2 separate regions of the Hordeum vulgare genome follow, and region 1 is linked to region 2. Evidence: chromatin contacts called from public Hi-C data. All regions are on one chromosome and are shown on one strand. Each heading gives the region's core, a stretch centred on a gene start, on an enhancer-like site or on the middle of the called end of the contact. The rest is flanking DNA. Distances are from core to core; before and after follow the strand shown.

What was found. A called contact is a pair of places that touch in the nucleus more often than the background predicts.
Region 1: a Hi-C map of leaf shows a contact between it and region 2, with 4 times the contacts expected there. The contact joins the promoter of LOC123410534 here to the promoter of LOC123407139 in region 2. A contact is called at or near these places in 3 of 6 Hi-C or Micro-C datasets (leaf and seedling) and 1 of 1 datasets of contacts at active chromatin or transcription factors (embryo).

What each region holds. Positions count from the first base shown.
Region 1 is chr7H:117,219,659-117,226,831 of MorexV3_pseudomolecules_assembly, forward strand. It overlaps LOC123410534 (SUPPRESSOR OF GAMMA RESPONSE 1-like), which reads left to right and starts at 5,491. Exons shown (of 6, transcript XM_045103483.1): 1 at 5,491-5,588; 2 at 6,673-6,814. The coding sequence starts at 5,581.
Region 2 is chr7H:116,734,504-116,741,204 of MorexV3_pseudomolecules_assembly, forward strand. LOC123407139 (squamosa promoter-binding-like protein 1) reads left to right here and starts at 3,747. Exons shown (of 11, transcript XM_045100207.1): 1 at 3,747-4,764; 2 at 4,843-5,015; 3 at 5,126-5,296; 4 at 5,406-5,470; 5 at 5,559-5,633; 6 at 5,723-5,830; 7 at 5,990-6,107; 8 at 6,215-6,356; 9 at 6,434-6,575; 10 at 6,667-6,701. The coding sequence starts at 4,298.

The sequences.
Region 1 (7,173 bases), core at 4,241-6,740, 490 kb after region 2:
GCAAACCAATACATCAGCTTGATGTAAGCAAATTTTTCCTTAATTTTGAGATTTTAAAAAGTTTTATCTCCTGAACCATTAATTTAATTAATGATTCGTTTTAACAATTAGATTTCTCGCGACAAGATCTTCGAATCTAGATCACATGTTGATATGTTTCAACACCTTTTTTTCTCGTTGGTAATTGCCAGATTACTATCACTTAGTTATCGATATATTAACAACTTAGTGACCAGTTTAAAAATAACTTAGTTGCCATATATTTTTACATTTTAGTTGTGTCAAGTTACCATTTTTATTTCATGCAGCTTGCCAAAACAACAACATTACACACTAGTTTTAAAAATATAACTTGTTTGGCATTTTTTTAATGTTGTTTCGTACAAAGCTTTGTAGCAGTTTTCATTATACATGATATAAAAAGCATGTCATAGGTTGTGTTTGTCAATTTGAAAATATGCCAACTTGTCATATTTACATACAACTTTGCCAGAAAATTATTTTGTGTGCTTGTTAGTTTAACTATGCCGAGTTATCATATTTACAAACGATGACCAAAAAAGATTTTTGTGGTCATCGGTTTTAAATATGTTGAATTGTCATATTTTTGCGCGTAATCGCCTAAAAAAAGTTGTTTCTACTTGTCAGTTTGATTATGTCGAGATGTCATATTTATACGCAATTTCTAAAAATATGGCAATTAAGTTATTTTTTATCAGACAAGTAAATGCAACAAATGTGGTAAGTACGAGCAAAAAAAATATTGTCGAAACATGTCGACATGAGATATAGTTTTGAAGATTTCATCGAAACAAAGTCAACGGAAAAAACGGATCATCGGTCGAATTAAAGGTTTAAGGGATAAAAGTTTTAAAATTCTGACCATAGGAACGGAATCTAGCGTGCGCCCGCCGCACGGAAGCACACGTATCCGCACACTTCTCTTTAGACTTTCCCTTTATTTTTTTGTTTTTTTGTTCAACTTTGTTATTTCATAAAAACACAGATTTGCAAAAATGATTTGTTTCATATATGTGTTCATGTTTTCCAAAAAAGTTCACTTATTAAACCATTATTTGAAACTATAAATTTTGTTCAAATTTTTTAATAAATATATAATATTCAAAATGTGCTCATGATATTAAAACAATCTCATGTTTAAAAAAAATTATATTTAGAAAAATCCAGAATTTCAAAAGTGTTTGTGTTTGTCAATTTTTTTGAGGATTAAGAAAAGTGTAGTCAGTTGTCGAAATGTCAATTGTTTTCTTCACAATCTTCATGATTGGTTCAGAAAATTTTGTTTGCATTTTGAAACAAATCTCAGGTTTTTTACCCTTTTCATATTTAAAATATGTCCAGTGTTTATATGAAAAAACAAAAATTTAAAATTGTATGCAATTTGAAAATATGTTCGAAATGTCAAAAAAATCACAACCTTCATGATTTGTCAATGGAATTCTAGAAAAATGCTTGGTTCTTCCATTCTAGTTGGTTCTTACATGTTCAAGGATTAGTTATTAAAAACTAATCAGCTTCAATGACTAGGAATGGGGGTTGTGAGTTTGATACCTTGCTAGCGTGCAACACTTTTTGTGAAACCGCTAGTTAAAGGGTACACCTTATAAAGGTCACCACCACCTTTTTTGTATTAACAAATGACGCATTGCATGTGTGTTTCATGTTGCAACCTAGGTATTTTTATTATTTTTGTCGATTCATTTTTTTTATGTTTTATCTTTTCAATCGTGTGTCTAAATCTAGACCCGTCTTATCATGATCTTCGAAACTAGATTCCATATTATTAAGCTTTAACGAACTTCTTCACCAAAAGAGAATACCAGAAAAGCAAACACAAAAAAACAATATAAAAAAATTTAAAACTAAAAAACTCGATTCGCGTAAAAAACCAATACCAAAAAAGGAAAGAAAACGGAGACTGGAAGCACTTTTGAGGCGTTTAACTTTTTTGGAGCGCATGTTTTCCCTTTTTTCATGGATGCTTCTAGCGAAAGCAAAATTGTGATTTCATGAAAAGTAAATGTGTTGTTCTCATGAAATCAAAACTTTTTTTTTAGAAAAGCACAATCGTGCTTTTGTTTCTCGTGAAAGCATAGATTTACTTTCATGAGAAGTCAATATGTGCTTCTCGTGGAAGCACGGATTTTTTTTTTAAGTGGCACAACTCTAGTTCTTATGAAAGCAAATATGTGTTTCCATGAAAGATTTTCTTCTTCTTCTTCTGAGTAGCACAACTGTTTTTTCACGAGAGCAAATTTGTGTTTCTCGTGGAAACACATAATTTTTTAAAAGCAAATATGTGTTTCTCGTGGATGCGATGGTTTTTTCTTTTAACTAATTTTTTTTGCAAAACTTTGTTTCCATCTAAAACCTTGGGAAAACCAAACTAAAACCGAAAACCCTGAGAAAATTCCATGTAAAACTCATAAATGTGTACAATTTTTTTAAAACAAAATTCAGAGAGAGCGCCGAGCGCTTGCCATATGGGGCGGCTGGACGCACCACTCGGCATGCTTCCAGGCAACCAAAAATAACCCTTGAAGGTCCACGCAAGGGGTAACCTTCATTTTTGTTAAACCGGACAACCTCCACTTAGTTGCTCTTTCTTTTTAGGGATTTTTTTTTGGATGTCGCAAGTTCTATCCCTCCTTTGGAGCGGGCCACTCAGAGGCATCCTTTGTGAAGCGGTTGTTGGACACACAGAGGGCGTCTCTATGTCTCGCATCCAGCGAGGCAGTGGGAACCCTGCTGATGGTTGGGTGCCGCTAGTTCGGCCAGCCCATGCGCGTGGGAAAACAAATGCCCTGTTTTTTGGGGGGAGGGGTGTCATTTTTTTTTTTGCTTTTTTAATCTTTTGCTTGTACAAACAAATATTCTGCATAAATACATTACAAAAATCACTCTACACAAAACGTTTGAGAAATGTTTACCATGCATATTAAAAATGTTGAATGTGTATAGAGAAGATGTTTATCATGTATATGAAAAATGTATAAAAACAAATGTATATGAAACAATTTGATCATGTGTTTAAAAAGGTTAATGAAGTATTTGAAAAACATGTTGAACAAGTTTTAAAGAAAATAAGCAAGCATTTGGAAAATATTAAAAGTGTATAGAATATTGTTTTGATCATGAATTGAAAAACTATGAGTAAAACTTGATCATGTATATAAAAATGTTAATCAAACACTTGAAATAATCTTGAAAAATTATTCAAAAAATTCTAAATGTGTATAGGAAAAAGGTTGACTATGTTTTCAAAACTGATGAAAATATGCACATGAAAATGTTAATCAATGTTTTTTTGTAAATATTATTTTTTTTTGTAAAATATTAATCAAGCTTTTGAAAAACATTAAAAGTGTTCAAAAAATGTTGACAATGTGTTCACAATTTCTTGATATTGCATTTAGAAAATGTTAATCAAATATATGAGAATGTTAAATGTGCATTTAAAAAGTTGATTATCTATTAGGAAATGTTAATCTTGCATTTAAACAATATTAAGCAAGCATTTGGGAAAAAAATATTAGTGTTGTAGAAAAACTGTTGAGTATATATTAAAAACTATTAATTTTGTATATAAGAAATGCTAATCATGCATTTTAAATTATTGAAAATATGTATGGAGAAAAGGTTGACCGTGTATAAAGAATTTATGAAATTTGTACTCTCTATGTTCCTAATTTGAAGTCTTCTAATAGATTCTGCTATGGAGTATATATAGATGTATAAGACATACTTTAGAATATATATTCACTCATTTTGTTCGGTATGTAATCTATAGTGAAACCTCGAAAATGGCTTACATTTAGGAATAGAGAGAGTATAATATGTATTCTAAAAATGTTGTTGACATGTAATGCAAAAGAAATCTTTACCTAATAATAAAGCGGCTATCGCTTCTGTCGGAATTTCCGCCGCGACATTTTTACAAAAAAAGTCCCTGTCGTTTGGCTGAATAAACCCGCAGTCCATTGTTTATAGTTGAAAAATGTTTCGTTTTTTAAAAAAGCCCCTTAGGCAGTGTCGGGCTGCGCACATCCCGTCGTTACCAAGCGCTACCACTCCGGTGCATCTCACAGTCCGGGTCCGGCGTCTACGGGAGGCGCAAACGAGGGCAGCTGGATCTGGATGGAGCCGGTCCGGTGGAGGCAGATCTGGCGACGGTGGGACTTGGTACAGGCAGCGGCGTCCTGCGTTCAGTAACAAATGAGAGAGATGTTACATAAGGAGAGAGAACGAGAGGAAAAAGAAGGAACAAAGAGGAAGGCAGGAAGGTTTAGGCGGGCCGGGGTTGACGGCGCGGTTGACAAGGAGGGGGAACTCCTCGGTGGAAGTTGCTTGGGGACGAGCGAGCCGGCGGTACTGGAGGCGCTCTGAGTCGGAGGGAGAGATGAGATGTGGGGATGGGATCGATCTCCCTGGCTTAGGATTAACGAAATTAGTTGGGCCTGACCCTGAAAGTTTAGGTTGGGCCAGCTGCATGCCCTTGCAAGTTGCCCCATGCTTATGAATGGGCTATTGTTTGTTGATGTAACGTGGGCCTCTAATTTATTATAAAGTCACTGAAATCCCTTTTTTAATTAAATAGGTACTTGAATAAAATGAAGATAGATATTGGATCTGATGTTGGGCTGGTTGGACTCCCTCTCACTTTTTTTTTCTCTTCTTTAGTTAAACAGAAACTTGAATATAATAAAGATAGAGAAGAGATTTAGACCAACATACTTATGTCTCTCTCATCGGAGAAATACTGGGAGTTTAAATAAAATGCTTTGGTGACTTTTACAAACTTTACAATTGATGATTGACACATCAAGTTTTCCGTTGCAACGCACGAACATATGTGCTAGTAAAGAAAACAAAAAAACAGAATATACCCAAAAAACCACAAAATAAAACAAATGCAAAAGGAATAAAAAACAAAAAAGATGAAATCCAATAAATAAATAAATAAATAGCAAAGAAAGAAAGAAAAGATAACAAACCGGGAAAAGCCTGGAAATAAAGGATGAAAATTTATGAAAAGCAAAGGGACAACAAAGAAAACGTTGGATAACAAAGAAAAAAAACTAAAAAAAACCTGAACGAACCAACCCACCGAGCATGGCGAATGAACTAGCGAAGGAAAAACAATAATACTCCGTAGAAATGAGACGAAAGAATCACTCGCTTTATGCGAGATATAGAGTTTGCGACGCACAGAGCATCATACACCGTCCTACCCTAGCGACCGACTTGGCCTGAAGACCAAGTCAACCCCGCAGAGTAACACAGTCAAGCAGGACCCACCCGGAGCACCCGTCCCCGTGGGCCAAGACCACGCACCGCGCCCCAACCCCGACCGTCCACGCGCCATCGGACGGACGAGGACCGTCCATCCACGTCCACGCGCCGTGTCTCAGCTCAGGGTGCAGTAGTATACCGCGTGCGCCCCGTGGTCAACTCCGATTCAAAAAAACAATCCCACCACTCTCCGCTTCGGCTCCACACGCCGCCCCCCGCCGGAACCCTAGGACGTCGCCGCCCGTCGCCGGGCGCGCGGCCGCCGCCATGACCGGGTGCGTCGCCCCCCCTCGATCCGACCGCGTAGACGCTTGCCCGCGCCGCGCTCCTCCGATGGCTCGACCCGCCGCGGGGGAATGCGATCTGCCTGCCTAGGTCGGGATAGGAGGCGCCGGCTGTTTCCCTTTTCGTGCCGAGCTCCGGTGGGGTGCCCTTTAGGGTCTGGGGGCTTGCGGGATCAGTATCCCCTTGTCGCCACTAATTTTTGCGATTCAATGGATGCACGATTTGGGCGTCGGAGTCGTGGGATTTTTTACAGTTAAAAACGATCTTTCCGCCAAGGGGTTTGGATCGAAAGGCGTCTTCTTTTCTTGCTTATGAGGCTCAGTGTGAAGGACAATGGCTAGGTTATGTGAATGTAACATGTTCTTGTTTCGGATGTGCATGAAAGGCATGTTCTGGTTTGTCCTTATTATTATATAGCAAGTTAAAGACACATACGCTTCTGGTCGGAAGGAAGAGTGGAAATGTTACTTCAAAGGAGGCAGTCATCGTCTCTCTGCTGTTGTGTCCATCTTAAACATTTGGATGGCTTTCAGCATGACTAATTAAAGATCACTTTCCAACGCTTTCTTCTATTTATCCGATTAGCATCGCATGCAAAACTGACTTCAGTCATTGTTAGTGGTCGTTAGTTTGCCAGTGTCATGGTTCCTGGGTAAAAAAAATGTTTCTTTCGAACTGACTTCTGGTTAGCAGTGCTTTAATTTGGATTTACACCGTAGCGAGAAGCCAGCAGTGTAGTTGAATTTGGTCCTGTATTTTGTAAATGAGATGCTTAACCGATATTAGCACGAAAGATATTTTGAGGAACTATGCATTAGCGGTACATATTGATTGTATTTCGGTGTTCTTGCCAGATTCAAAATTAAGTTCATTTTGTACCTCTAAAAGATTGACTGGATATGTTTAATGAAGTTATCCCCTTTCTTGTGTCAGCCTTTGGTTCTTCCTTTTTGTGGTTATAATGCTGTTGATAGGTGCATAAATATGCATTGAAGTTGTGATAATGTTGTTGGAGTTGTAGAACAACTTTTCTGTATCCATCTGTCTTGACTCTACTGCTAATAATTTCTGCAGGACATCCTGGCTAATCGATAGCCAAAGAATTGCTTCGAAAATAAAAAATGTATCTGGGTCACGGGATCTCAGTAAACAAAAATGGTTGAGCAACCCAACTAAGGAGTGCCCGAATTGCAGCCACATCATTGATAACAGTGACGTAAGAGTTGTGCATTTGCATTTCTATTATGTAAAATTGAACTAGCTGTGGTGCATGTGTATATCATTTGCATTTTGTTGTTAGTATGGCTGAATGGCTGATTCATGCTTATTTTAAATGGAGGGTTAGGAAAAAAAAACTATATAATTAATGTTTGAGCGATTACTCTTATCTTTATCCAGCCTTCTGCTCATTGGTCTATGTTAATCAGGCAATCACTTCTTCCTAAAGCTGGAACAGATTCTGTTATAATTCTGTGACTTTATGATTCTCATGTTCCAGATCAAGTGTTATATGAATATATTGTTTCTAAAGTTTTTGAGTTTTCCCACTTCGGGACTATGGATAAGTATTGTTGA
Region 2 (6,701 bases), core at 2,497-4,996:
GCGACGATTTCTCCCTCTGGGAGGGAAGTTTCCCCGGCAGGATCGTCCTGCCGGAGCTCTAGATTGGTTCTGCTCAAGTTCCGCCTCGTGGCGGCGGCGAAACCACGAAAAAGCTCCTCCCTGATTTTTTCCTGGACGAAACCCTCTATATAGCAAAAGAGGGGGCAAGTGGGCCAGCAGGGTGCCCACAAGCCCCCATGGCGCGGCCTGGGGTGGTGGCCGCGCCGTGCAGGCTTGTGGCCACCCCCTGGCGCCCCTCTGGCACTTCTTCGGCCCAGTATTTTTGATAAATCGGGAAAAAAATCCTCGTTGATTTTTACGGCGTTTGGAGTTGCGCAGAATAGGTATCTCAACTTTGCTCCACTTCCAAGCCAGAATTCCAGTTGCCGGTATTCTCCCTCTTCATGTAAACCTTGCAAAATAAGAGAGAAAAGGCATAAGAATAGTACCGTGAAGTGAAATAACAGCCAAAGAAACGATAAATATCAACATGAAAACATGATGCAAAATGGACGTATCAGGCTGCGACTGGAGCTTGACTGGTCCCTCACAACCCGAGCGTTGAGTGACCGCTGGAGCCGCTCGAGGCGCTCGCGCTCGGCCAGGTTGGCCAGTCGCGCGTTCTCCAGCGCGATCTCCTCTGGGGTGTTCCCGGTGATGGGGATGCGAAGGACTTGGCCGTTCCTCCGCCGGAGTTCCTCTCGCTGCTGCTTGGTGAGCGGCTGCGAAACGTGGTGGTTGCCATCGCCGTGGCGACGCTCCCTGCCATCACGCTCGAGAGAGTTCTCCACGGCGTGATCGGGGTTGCTTTCCCCTGTTGGTGTCGGCCATCAGGATCTCGGATGCACCCCTGCTGCTGTCGCAATTGGAGTCATCAAGTGACCCCTCGCTCGATGAAGGGAAGAGGCTGGCAGTGGGCTCATCAGAGTTGAGCATGCCCACCTGTCCGGAGATGGCCTGGTTGGCCATAGCGTGCTTGATCCATCGCTGCATCCGCGAGCTCCCAGAGTGCTTGTGGCGGACGGCATCGGGTCGTGGCGATGCCGAATGATACGACACCAATGGCTGCCAGTCAGGACTTCGTGCGCTACTGTGCTGAAATGTGACGCACCTCGCGCGGGGAGGGCGTCGGTGTCCAGTGGCGCATCCTGCAGCCACGCCGAGTCATCGACGATGAAGCTGAGGGAACCGAAGAGGATCTCTCCGCCGAGTGTCATCATGTTGACGAAAGCGTGAAAAATCTCCAACTGCGCTGAATTTGCTAGAAGCGCAGCCCCACGGTGGGCGCTAACTGTCGTGGGAATGATCCTGACAAAAGTACCAGGGGTACAAATTAAGGGGCGAAGTCCAGCTAGGCGCAGTGGATGCACTCGGATTTTCTAGTTCAGGCCCCACTCAGAAGTGGTAATAGCCTTACGTCTCGAGCCCTATGGTTGGTCTTTTATTATGGGGGGGTGTAAAAGATTACAAGTGATGAACCCTTGAGTTGGTGCCTGGGAGTGGCTTATATAGTGGCTGCCACGACCGGCCGAGCTCCATTACAAGGCAATAAATGATAATAAAGAGGGAAGTTACTAGAAACGACAACCTTAACCCGTGGCGTTACTGGTAACGTTGGTCTTCACTTCACTTCATGTGGTGGATTAAGTCCTTAACCATTGCTGCCTCTTCGGTTCCTTCACCTTGTTCTGGGCCGAGTGACGAGATGCGTCCGACTAACGCAAGGTTGTCCGAGTGACTCTGAGCGGGCCGAGTGACTCTGAGCAGGCCGTGTGGCGGTCATCGAACCGAGTGAGGTCGAGGCTTCAACGGTAACATGTAGGACACTGATGTCCGTAAGGGGTCTTAGGTGGGCCTAAGGAAGCAGGTCTGTAGGCCTACCCCTAAGGTACAACCCCATCAGCACGCGGACCTTCCAACCCCGTTCGCCACTTCGACCCAGAGCAGGGGTGTAGCAAGGACGGCGACGGACCGGAGGACGACGACGGCGGTGACTACACCAACTTCTACAAGCTTCTCGACATGTAGAAGGTGGCGTCGGCAGCGGGTGGCAACGTTCAATTTTTTTAGATTATGTTTTTATTTCAATTTTGTACAAATATCAATGAAAACTATGTTTTTCCTTCAAATTTGAGTTGTCTTTGGCCGAATTTAGGCCAAGTTTGTTTCAAAAGAACGGTTGGGAGCGACTGGGAACCGAGCCCCCTATGCCGATTTTTTCGTCGGCGCGCCCCCAGACGGATAACTATAGTACTTATTATATAACACCGATTATAGAAGGCTCTATATCGGTGTGATGAGTGGCGGGCCGGGAAAATTAAATGAGGTGGGGTGGTAGTGGGGGGGGTATCTCCACTATCGTGTGATGGGACATGCAGAGATAGTAGTTAGACATGGTGTTGATATGCAACACGTTCAACCTAGTGTTACATCCGACATCGCTAAGTGGTGCAATCAGTAACGTCATATGCTGCAAGCCATAGTGACGAGATCGCCGATGGTAGTGCGGTGACCCCATCAACGGATACTGCAAGCAGCAAGCATGGCCCAACAAGCGGCGACGCCAGCTGCTACGAGTTGATGGCACACATCTATGCTATGACCGGCCAACGGCCGACGACCATGCTGCAAATTTGAACGATGTTGCTACAACTAGTGATTGGCGATGTTGCGATCAAAGTGTGACAAGGAAGTTGTGGTGCCACTACTGCTACAAGCTGGAGCGCGTTCCGGTGACTATGACATGACAACCACCACTATGAACTCAGGACGCGGTGTTCTAACGACCATTGTCGTGAGCCAAGCCAACGGTCCTGTTAGACCATCTCCAACAGCCGCACGATATAAACATCGCGCTGGAAAAATTGTGTTTTTTGCGCGCGCAGCCGCTCCGGTCGCACTATTGAAGGCAAAAAAAAGCGTGCGCGGTATAAGTGGTTCAGCGCACGGGGCGAAATGGCATCACACGCCGTTTTATTTCGTCTATCCGCTCCCGCGGCACACTCGAATGCCCGCGCCGCATCCTCTCCGACAGCGCCGCTTTCGCTCCGCCCGCGCTACTGTCGGCGAATTCGCCCGATGGACGACCGCGTGGACATCCCCTCACCCCTCCCTACACCCGCGACCTCGCCGCTGCCGCCGCGCAAACCCTAGCACGCGAAGCTTTGGCTTCGCCTCCGTCGGTGCTCCTTCAACTACCGGTCTTGCGCGTGGTCTTTTCATGGCGCCACAGACGATCTCGGCGGCAGGTGGCGTCGTGCCGGCGCCCGTCGTGAAGCCACGCGCCCCCCCTCTCGAAACTCCCAAATGTGGCGATGGAGAAGACGGGCAAGGTGTCCGGGAAGAAGAACAAGGCGGCGGACATCTCCTCTTGTTTTGATGTTTGTAATATCACCGTATTGTCAAAAATGAACATATTGCAAGCGCCGGCTATTCGCGCGCGCTGTAGTTTAGCGCGCCTGCTAGAGCGCTCGCGCACCCTATTTTTTACGGCGACCCCTGGAGCCAGCACTCTCCGGCGTGCTAAAAATCACTATTTCAACATGCCAAACTGTTTTTAAGGTGTGGGATGATTGCGCGGCTGTTGGAGATGTTCTTAGCCAAGATGCACTATTGCGGTGGGCGAGCACGCTGGGTAGTGGGGATGGGAGAGGGGTCTCGCTGGTACGAGCTGTTTTTCTTTTTTGTTGGCGAAAAAGTGTGATGGACGGTCGTCAAACGCAGCATATCGTGTGGTGTGGGAGGCACCGATCGGTCGACCGACGCCTAGTACCTGCCCTCGCCGAAGAGGGCGCGCAGGCGTTGACCCTCACAGGCGTCAGCAGAAGGAGAGCGCACGGGCTCAGCCGAAGCATCACCGGCAGCCGTCCTGCCGGCCCATCTCCACCCCCCTGAATGAAAGACAAAGGAGTGTCCTGCTCTTCCAAGGCTCAAATGGCGTGGTGTCACTGTCCTACTCCCAAGCCGAGACGAAGCCGCCAAGCGCCAGTTAAGGCGGAAGAAAAGGAGGCCTCCCCGATGCGAATACGCCGGCGCAGGGAGGTCCTGCCTGCCCAGGATACTTCGCCCCAGGTTCTGCCAATCCCCACTCTTCGCCTCCCCTTGATTCTTGACTGATTTTTCTGAGCTCACGATTCGGTTCCAAGATAGCAAGATAGTCCGGTCGCGCATGGTGGCCTGTGCATGACTAACCCGGCAGCGCTTACGCATATGTACAGTTGGGGAATTTAGTTGAAAAATTTCGAGATATTTGGCTGTTCGTGCCTAGAACAGAACAGGGGAAGGGGGGTTGGCGAGAATGTCTAGTGGGCTCAAGAACAAGAAGAAGAAGGGCCACGAGTGGGATTTGAACGACTGGAGATGGGACGGCAACCTCTTCCTGGCCGCACCGTCGTCAAACGCGGAAGCGCCGTCGGGGTGCGGCAGCAGGGAGCTCGGGCGGGCTGAGGAAGGGGGCAGTTTTGGTGCTGCTGACAAGAGCAGGAGGAGGAGGAGGAGAGTTTCCACGGTGGATAACCCCGAGGAGCCTCCACATGAAAGGATTGCTGTTCGGAGAGGACAGATCAGCGAAGAAGAGAGACCTGCGAATGCAACAGCAGGTGCATCTTCCAGCTCTGCTCCATCTTGCCTAGTCGACGGCTGCCACGCGGATCTCCGCGACGGTAGGGACTACCATAGGAGGCACAAGGTGTGTGAGGTGCACACCAAGTCGACTCTTGTTCGTATCAAAAACATAGAGCATCGGTTTTGCCAGCAGTGCAGCAGGTCAGTTAGCAATAAATTTCTTCGTATCAAGTTTTTCATGTTATGGTTTGAAGGGAAATCATTTGACATTTGTTCTAGGTTTCACCTTGTTCAAGAATTTGATGAAGGGAAGAAGAGCTGCCGCTCACGTCTAGAAAAACATAATGGGAGGAGGAGGAAAGCCCAGGCCCAGGCTGTGAGTTCCTCGAGTGAAAATCAGTCCTTAACCAATACCTTACTCCTCTTACTGAGACAACTCGCTGGACAAGATTGTAAGTTTCTCGGATTAATTCTATGTGCAGTACAGTGGTACACATTGATTGTTACCTGTCCATATGCGATCGATCCATGCTCATATAACCTCAGTGTTATGTCGTCGCAGCTGCTGCTAGCTCGTCTGAGCAAATCAATGGTCCGAATTTCTTGGTCAATCTTCTGAAGAACCTTGCTGCTGTTGCTGGCACACAGGCATGTCAAGATATGCTAAAGGATGCAACATCATCAAATGCTGGTAACTATGTTGGTAATCAAAGTGGACCACCAGTTCCTGCAGGTAAATAGCCTTTGATTAACTGATGCTGCTGCTGCTGTTGCACAAGGCAAATAAGCACACATTCTGAAATTAAATGATGTGTGCACCACTTGACATGTGTCCCCAGAAGAGCCTCCTATGAAAAGACGTGCGCGGAATTTTGATCTGAATGACACTTATGTCGAGGAAGATGAGGTACATTATTTAGGTTGATTCTCTTGGGTTTCCTGCTGACTAACTGCGTCTTAGCCACAGCATCTCTCATGCTCCAAAACATTTGCAGAGCCGAACAGATAAAATTGTCTTTAAGCTCTTTGGTAAACAGCCAAATGATTTTCCTGCTGATCTACGCACACAGGTCATTTATTGTACGCAGATTGTAAATAGTGCCTCTCTTGACAACTTTATCTCTTCTGAATTTTTGGATCAAATTGTTTTGATCTGCAGGTCCTAAACTGGCTGTCACATTATCCAAGTGACATGGAGAGCTATATTAGGCCTGGTTGTGTAATTCTAACTATTTACCTTCGTCTTCCTAACTGGATGTGGCATAAGGTAGCGCCGTGTTATATAAATACTAGTGTTTAAATAAGCTGGTTACTAGTGAACAAACTACTTACTAATTCAAATAGCAAAACCTGAACTATGAACCTTGGATAGAGAAGCATAATCTTTACTTACTATTATTTTCCTTTTGTCTGAATTTCCCTAAAGCTTAATGTCGATCCAGCTCCTTGGATAGAAAATCTTATTAGCATATCCACTCATGGTTTCTGGGAGACAGGATGGTTGTATGCTAGGGTGCAGGACCGCCTGACATTAAGCTGCAATGGTTCGTTTGCCTTATTTTTCTCTTTTTACACCTTTTTTTCCCTATTTTTATCTGTATATGTACACAACCAACAGTTTCCTATGTTTGTGGTTTCCCTTTCTTTGCAGGCAGGCTTACGTTGGTGTGTCCATGGCTACCTGTAATAGGTGACAAGCATCAGATACTGTGTGTAACTCCCATTGCGGCTTCTTGTAAGTCGACGGCAAACTTCTCAGTGAGAGGCTTCAACATAGCTCAACCAACCACAAAGTATGTACCAGGCATCACTCTGCACTGACCTGACCTTGATTTTATTTCACTGACAATAATGATGATACTCGTTCCAGATTACTTTGTATATTTGGTGGGAAATATTTAGTCCAAGAAGCAACACAAAAACTACAAGATGATACTGCGGTTCAGCAAGGGCCTCAATGTCTGGCCTTTTCTTGCTCCTTCCCTAGTACAAGTGGAAGGGGGTTCATAGAGGTGAATTATCTTCTACATTCTTTCAGTTGTCTCTCTTTATACATCCTCATTTCCCTTTTTAAATTACGTACTTTCTTGGTTCCTTTTCCAGGTTGAAGATTATGATCAGAGCAGCATTTCATTTCC